Regions from separate parts of the Capsicum annuum genome. Here region 2 is linked to region 1. The links are chromatin contacts, called in public Hi-C maps. All regions are on one chromosome and are shown on one strand. The core of a region is the stretch at or near the end of the contact, and the rest is flanking DNA. Distances in the headings are between cores, read along the strand shown.

Region 1 (3,986 bases), core at 954-3,453:
TTCTCAATTCACTTCATTAATTAACCATTAGACAATAACTTTTGATGCTTATTTTACTGCATTGTTATTTAAGATACCGACTCCAATCATGCGATTATATCTAGCTAATTTATATCTTACGATCTACTAAATTAAATAAATTATTTGGGTCAGATTTTTAAATCTATAAATCAAATCAAATCAATAAAATTTAAGTTTTTCAACCCCCGATCTTTTAGAATTTTTCGATTTATCGGGTTTTTAGATTTTTACTGTTAAAGGTTCATACAAACATATAATTAACTTATGGTTAAATTATTTCTTTAGTCCTAGCAAAATATAACTATCTTATGTGCTTCTTAAGAAAATAACACAATATGAAATGAGTTATGATTATAAAACATTCAACAAAAAATAATAATAAAATTATATAAACTAAATATTGCATATTAATAAGTTATAATAAAAATAATCATAATTTGAAAATATTAAGTCGTGTTAAAATAGGTCTAGTAAATATTAATTACATAACTAAATATTAAATAGAAAAATAAATTTAGGTCATGTATTTATGCAAAACTAAAGAATAGATATCTAATATTATTATCATTCATTTTGTTTTAATTGAATATTATTGTTATTATTATTATTGATTTGGACTTTACTTGAGTTACTAATATCTGTGCGCTATAAAACTGATTGGATCATTTACAATTCTAAGTTCAAACTTAAAATAATAAGTTGAAAGATAAAAATAATAAAAAAGTTAAGAAATATTTATAAATCACATTACAGTAAATATTTTTATGTATTATATATTTTTAAAATTAAAGAAATGTAATATCGGATTGGTTCGGATTGATTTGACTCTTTTTAGTTTAAACCAAACTAAATCAATTATAATCGATTTTTTTATTTCAAAACTAAATCATTAATCGAATTTTTTTCCAATTTCATTCAATTTACGATTTGGTTTGATTTTCGATTTGCTTTGTTCAGCCTATCGTTTACTATCAAATGAATGGGTTGCGTGTCAATGTAAATGGTCAACCATTAGATAACAAAATCATATAATATATGCTATGAGTACTTGTTAATCATTTTCACTAAATAAAAATTAATGTTAGACAAATTATTAGTAAGTCTATCGCAATCTTCAAGTAGCACATGCACCTTTCATTACAACGCGGAGATAATTAAGGATGGTTAATTAGTTCTAAACAAGTAAATACAAGACATGTATTTTGTGGGCTTTTGAAATTGTACTTAGTTCAACAATACGTGTTTTAAATTTAATTTATAAGTAGAGAAGAAGTTCAAATTTAGTTAAATTCTATGAAATGGTTCAAAATTACCCTCTATTAATAGTTCGAGTCAAATGAGTTAATATTACTAACTTTGTTCAATTATGTTCTTATTCACCAACAACGAAAGTTGCACAATATATGAGCTTGTTTTATAAGTGAATAGGGTCAAATTTGAACTGAAACTATACAAAATGATTCAAATTTTCTTTTTGAACTTTGCAAAATTATGCATCTCGTCTTTTTCAACCACGAATGTATCATGTTTTAAATCAATCAGCACAGTAACAATTGATTCTCTCAACTCTTGGCCCCGTTTGGCTATGAAAACATAATTTTCTGGAGTTAAAAATAGAGTTGGAATTGGAATTGGAGTTGGAGTTGGAGTTGTGTTTGACCGTAAATATAAATTAAAGTTGTTCCTGAAATTTTGTGAAAGAAGTGGGAGTGAAAAAAATGAAAATAAGTTTTTTTTTTGTTTTTACTTTTCCATTATATTTAGAATTTTCATGGTCAAACACTGTGATTTTAATTTTTTTTTCACTAAAATGAAATAATTTTTCGGAAAAAGGTGAAAAAATGTCAATGGCCAAACGGCTACTAAAAACATCATGGGAAGACCGGACCGTCGTTACTTCCCTTACCCCTCCACCACTTCAACACCCAACAATACTCAAAAAAAAACACACACACACACACAACAAAGTTCCACATAAAATTTTCATCTATTCTTTGAAATAATTATCATCATTCTCTCTGTTATATAAGTGCTCTAAAATAATACTCATAAGAAAAGTAGATGAATGACGTATTCACATATATCATAATCTATCCATGTTCTTTCCACGAAACATACCTTCATCAATATCTTTGGTCTTACTTAATCCCACCCCCAAGAAAACCAAAAAAAAATTAAAAATAATAGTCAACATCCAGGTTTAATTATTTATCCTACCTTTAACCAAAAGCCCCACTATATATACTATCTTGCTTAGGCTTCTCCCATTTCTTCACAACAAACAGAAGGAGCTAATATACCACTTGAATGGTCACAGCTCACAATAAAAAACCATGCAAAGCTCCAACCAAATGACAAGAACAACCTTAAACTGTGACACTACTACTACAACAACAACAACAACCTTAAGTCCTACAAACTCTTTGTGTAGTCATGAGCTAAGTCCTAAAAATGGTAGCATAAAGAAGCCAATTAGAAGAAGATCTCGAGCATCAAAGAAAACTCCAACCACACACCTCAATGCAGATGCCTCGAATTTTCGAGCTCTAGTGCAACAATTTACAGGATGTCACACTGCTAATACTTTCTTAGGAGCTCATAAAGGTCCAATAAATTTAAATTTTGGACTGGAGGAGAACGATGATTATGATGCAGATGATTCAACTACTCATGTGTCTTCATTTGGATATGACTGTTATAACTGCAATCCTAAGAGTAGCAAGGAGAATAAGGTGGCAAATATTATTGAAGAACAAAAGGGTATGTTATCAACTGATCAAAATGGAATATTTGGTTCAACTTCAACCACGAATTCTAGTAGTAGTCCAAGGATGGATATTTTGAGCTTAGATGATTTTGAATTGGAGAATCTGTGTCTATGTGATTTTACTGGAGATGATCAGTTAATTACTGATTCTACTGAAAACATTTGGGATCAAGATGGCTATCTTTTAATTTAGTGCATGGTTTATTCTTTTTTTCATTTTAACTTTTTTGCAAGAAGAAAAGAGTGGGAAAGATTTTGAGGATCAACAACTCAATTTTTCTTCCCATTTTTAATAGTCTTTTTTTTTTTTTTTTTTTTTTTCTCCATTTTAACTCTTTTGGAAGAAGAAAAGAATGGGAAAGATTTTGTTGAGGATCAACAACTCAATTTTTCTTCCCATTTTCAATAGTGTTTTTTCTCTTCTTGGATTTGTAAGTACCGAGTTAAAAGAAAATGTTATTCATGTATATATTAAATTTATCCTATTTGACGTCATCATCAAATTGTGATATCAGTATCATATCTTGATTTAATGTGATTTCTGAGTTTTTAATTAGTCATAGACTCATGAGTCGTGCCCATGTCTTGTTTTGTTTCTCTTTAGAGTTATTTTATTTGTGTACACATCTTAAGTTCTTAAATATCTATACATAACTTTAGTCAAAAACAAGCAGCTCAATTAAATCCACAAAACGATTTTATGTCCCAAAAACTTTAGGTGTATTTTGTTTTGTATAAATAACATAAATACCAACTTTTAATTAACAGAAGGGTCAGAATGAAGCTAATTTGTTAGTTCAGGAGCCAATGTGAGTCCAAAATAACTTTTAATTCCGTGTAAGAAGAGAATCAATTGTTTTGCTCAAGTGCATCTGAATCTACAGGATGCATCTCATTTTTTTCCAACCACCATGGTGGTGACTGAATCAGCTTGTAGTAAATAAAGATTGGTACCAAAAAAGAAAACTCGATAATTTCATCGAATACATGCCATCTCTTAAAAATACGTATCAGATTAGAGATTACTCTGTCCACCGAAGGTAAAACATGAAAAGAAATCAGCTAGTGTTTTTACCTCTATAAAAATTTGGACTTAAGACCTTATGATTCTCAACATTTCATTGATCATTAGACCACACCCTGCACAAGATGCGCCTCGCTGTAGTAAATATTCTTGCTTTTTAACTTCTTTTTATGT
Region 2 (3,986 bases), core at 1,043-3,542, 140 kb before region 1:
AAGAAGTTTGTTTACATGCTTCGAACTAGTTTTTATAACTAAAAAGATACAAGTATATGTAAGAGTTGTGGTCAAAAAAGCGTTTGATTCTTTAAATGTAAGAGTGTCGTATAAAGTGGAACTGGGAGTTGTTTTAAAAACAAATGTTCTAAAGGTACAAAAACTACTGCAATTTTGTCTCTTATAGCTACATATCATCTAAGGGAAATGCTTATGATGCAGGCTAGCAGTGAACACCCCTTGGCTAAAGCCATCCTGGAATATGCTCGTCATTTCCATTTCTTTGATGAACCTTCTAATACCAGCGAGTTTCAAACTTACAGCGAACAGGCTAAGTTTTCTGGATGGCTTCATGATGTATCAGATTTCTCTGTTTTGCCTGGAAAAGGTATACAGTGCTCCATCGATGGGAAATGGGTTTTGGTGAGTTTTCAATAACATGATGTTCACAGATTCTAGAGAGGTGGTTAATTTCTTAATCTCTAATCAGGAAAGAGTCTTTATTTCTCATCTTTATGCTCATGCACAGGTTGGTAACCGGAAGCTGCTTACCGAACATGGGATAACTATACCTTCCAACGTAGAGAATTTTGTCGTAGAGTTGGAAGAAAGTGCAAGGACTGGCATTCTTGTTGTTCGGGATAATAGTGTAATAGGAGCTCTGGGGATAGCAGACCCACTAAAGAGAGAAGCGGCTGTTGTTGTAGAGGGCCTTATAAAAATGGGCGTCAAACCAATCATGGTTACTGGTGATAATTGGAGAACAGCTCGTGCAGTTGCTAAGGAGGTTTGAAGCTTCATCCTTCTGATAAGAATTTTCTTCTGCACTTAAATATTAGTTTACAAACTGGGTATAGATAAATTGGTAACCTAACTTAAACTTTCAGAAGTTATCATTTGGGGTCCTTTCTTCAATTTCCTGTCCCCACTCCTCCAACCAGCTTGAAATCAGCTTTACCCGTCCAGAGATAAAATAAGAACAGTCTGAGGTTTTGTTCTACCTTTCTTTCTTTGACGCCACTGCATTGTGAACTATTTGGAACCACCGGAGTCAGACTTCCTGGTGTCATAGTGAGAACTCCAATTGCTGTTACCATTTTTTCTTTGAAAGAGATGATTTTCTTGTAGTAATTCGCAGCTTTCAGTTTGTCTTCCTTGAGTAGACTCGGGCTTTCAAGAAAATTCTGAGGGAGAGGGGGAGAGGGGTTTCTATATTCTTTCTAGGAGGGTTGGGGGTATGAGGATAATTGTGATAATATCCTGTCAGATGTGGTGAGATAGTTTCTTATTCTTATCTTTTGTGTTTGTTATTATGTTATTGGTTCTAAGCCGGGGGTCTATTGGAAACAGCCTCTCTACTTCACCTGAGGTAGTGGTATGGTCTGCGTACACTCTACCCTCCCCAGACCCCACTCCACTATGTGGGAATACACTGGGTATGTTGTTGTTGATCCTGTCAGATGCAGTAAGGCTGTTGCTTGAAGAGGGGATGGATAGATGTAGTACTGTTAAACTTTGTTAATGCAATTTACTGTGTAGTGTTAAGACTCTCCGCCAAATCTGGGCATACACATGACCCCTTTGGATGCCGTTTTGAACTGCAGGTCGGCATTCAGGACGTTAGAGCAGAGGTATTGCCAGCAGGAAAAGCTGAGGTCGTCCGTTCATTTCAAAAGGGTGGCAGTGTAGTTGCTATGGTAGGTGATGGGATCAATGATTCACCTGCATTAGCTGCTGCTGATGTTGGTATGGCAATTGGAGCTGGAACCGACATTGCAATAGAAGCTGCTGAATATGTGTTAATGAGGAGCAACTTGGAGGATGTCATCATTGCCATAGACCTCTCGAGAAAGACATTTGCACGGATTAGGTGGAACTACATCTTCGCCATGGCATACAATGTGATTGCCATCCCCGTGGCTGCCGGGGTTTTCTTTCCTTTGCTAAAGCTTGGGTTGCCACCATGGGTGGCTGGTGCATGCATGGCAATGTCATCTGTAAGTGTTGTATGTTCATCTCTGTATCTAAAGAGGTACAAGAAGCCCAGACTTACCACTATATTGGAAATAACTATAGAATAGGAATGAGGGCAAAGTATGAACAGCCAAAAAACAAAAAAAACAGTAGGCATTAGGATCAACTCGGATTTGTGTATTCCTTAACCTTTTTCTTCTTTTTGGTTTCATACATGGGGTGAATTTTCCACCCTTTCAATGTAAATGCTGCCTGTTTGTAAGTTCTCTCTGAAAGAGCATTTCTTTTTATGAGCTTTAACTTCTATACTGTTGAGGTGTAAGAGAACTTTTACACTATCGGGTCAGCTCATAATATATCTAGTACAGTAATGTTAATCACAGCCTGTATGAGCAAACTATCTTTGCAATACCAGCTTTACACAAAAAAAGATTTCATATTGCATGCCAATACGCTCATGACACCCATTTATTGAATTGTCAAATGAGCTTAAAAGTGTGTGAGTAACGTAAAATGAATTTTGTCCAGGCACTATTTTGCTCTCAACCTCTATGGGGTAGGGGAGATTTGCGTACGCTCTATCCTTCCTATAGCTCACCTTTGAGATTACACTGGCCACTGGATTGTTATTGCTGTTCAAACTCTTCACCTCTTGTATTGATAAACAGCTCTAAAAAAAGAAAATATTTCTTACATATCCAACATCTCGACAAATCCAGTTCAAATAAGGCATTGCTCAAACGATGGGAGTTGCTTTGAAGTTGCATGAATGATTAAATAGGCCAACCAAGGCAGGTGCATTAGTAACAAATAGTTGAGCACACACCTAACCAAAAAAAATTCTTCTGTTTTTAATGTAAATAGGAAAATATTTTCTAAAAACATTTTTATATATTTAACATAAAACAATGAGAACGAATAGGATAAGAGGGGTGGAAAAGAATTTTTTTTTGAAAATTTTTTAAAAAATAATTTTTGGGGGGTTGGGGTAGGGGTGGGATATGAATTTTTTTTTGGAATTTCTTTAAAAAATAATTTATTTATTTTTTTTACTTTTTTTGGGGTGTGTGGGTGTGTGGGTGGGTGGGGAGGGGGTTAAGGTAGATGGTAGGAGGTGAGGTAAGATTTTTTTAAAAATAAATTTTAAAATTTAAAAAATATTTTACATTTTTTTGTGGGAGAGGAGAGGTAGCCTTGTGTGTAAGCACAACAATGAACCACGGCGAATCCTCAGACGACTGGGTTAACTGGAGCTTAGATAAAGCAATAGACAGAAGAGAAAGAATTAATCTGTCTTTATAAATTAACTTTCCTCGCATCAAAGCTTTCCGAATCTCTTGATTTATGAAGAAAGAAAAGGCTTGTTATGTACCTACTAGTATGTCAGGAACCAACTAATCATGAAAAAGTCTTCGCAACAGAAGTGAATCGAGGAGCTGATAAGTCATCAATTTGACGACTTGTTGGCACTTTTTAAATTTAAATTATCCTGTTTTTTCATTGATTTGGTGTTATTCTCATGTATAATGCTCATTTGTGCTGATGATCAAGTCATTCAAGTCAATGGGAGGTCAAATATAAGAAAAAGGAGCATTAAAGTTCACAGGGACGTGTCGGGAGGCCATCGTACACGTGGTGCGCAGGTGGCCAAAATGGCCCAACCAGTGTTATCTGCGCCCAAGGTGTGCCCCATCTGTGCCTAGGATGCTCCCAATGTACTTTGAATCTGCTCAAGTAGATCAACAGTGCGGTTATATTTTCGTAATATCTAAAAAACGAAAATTTGGGATCAAAAAGGGGGTTTAAGCTCATTTCTCCCATTATTGAACTATTGTTGAACTATTCTTGAGCTAAGAAACATTAGAGTGATTTTCAGGTGAAGGATTAGTAGTTTTTATTGAAGATTTATTGAAACTAAAGCTTGAATATTGTATTCGCTTTACTTTCTATGGATCAGTTTGAAGAAAATTTGGTTAAATCTCTATTTTCTCTCTATATGAGTAGCTAATTCT

What was found. Hi-C and Micro-C count contacts between places; a contact is called where the count stands out from the background.
Region 2: a contact with region 1 is called in a Hi-C map of placenta, with 4 times the contacts expected there. The contact joins two enhancer-like sites. A contact is called at or near these places in 2 of 5 Hi-C or Micro-C datasets (leaf and placenta).

Annotation. Positions count from the first base shown.
Region 1 is chr2:105,402,393-105,406,378 of UCD10Xv1.1, reverse strand. No RefSeq gene overlaps it. Among protein-coding and RNA genes, the nearest start is that of LOC107858894, 9.6 kb to the right of the region's middle. Within about 2 kb of position 2,203, at least 3 of the 5 cell types and tissues checked have an H3K27ac peak or open chromatin away from gene starts, as enhancers often do.
Region 2 is chr2:105,542,772-105,546,757 of UCD10Xv1.1, reverse strand. LOC107858897 (copper-transporting ATPase RAN1) reads left to right here. Exons shown (of 9, transcript XM_016703701.2): 7 at 223-423; 8 at 530-787; 9 at 1,605-2,280. The coding sequence ends at 2,081. Among protein-coding and RNA genes, the nearest start is that of LOC107858897, 9.1 kb to the left of the region's middle. Within about 2 kb of position 2,292, at least 4 of the 5 cell types and tissues checked have an H3K27ac peak or open chromatin away from gene starts, as enhancers often do.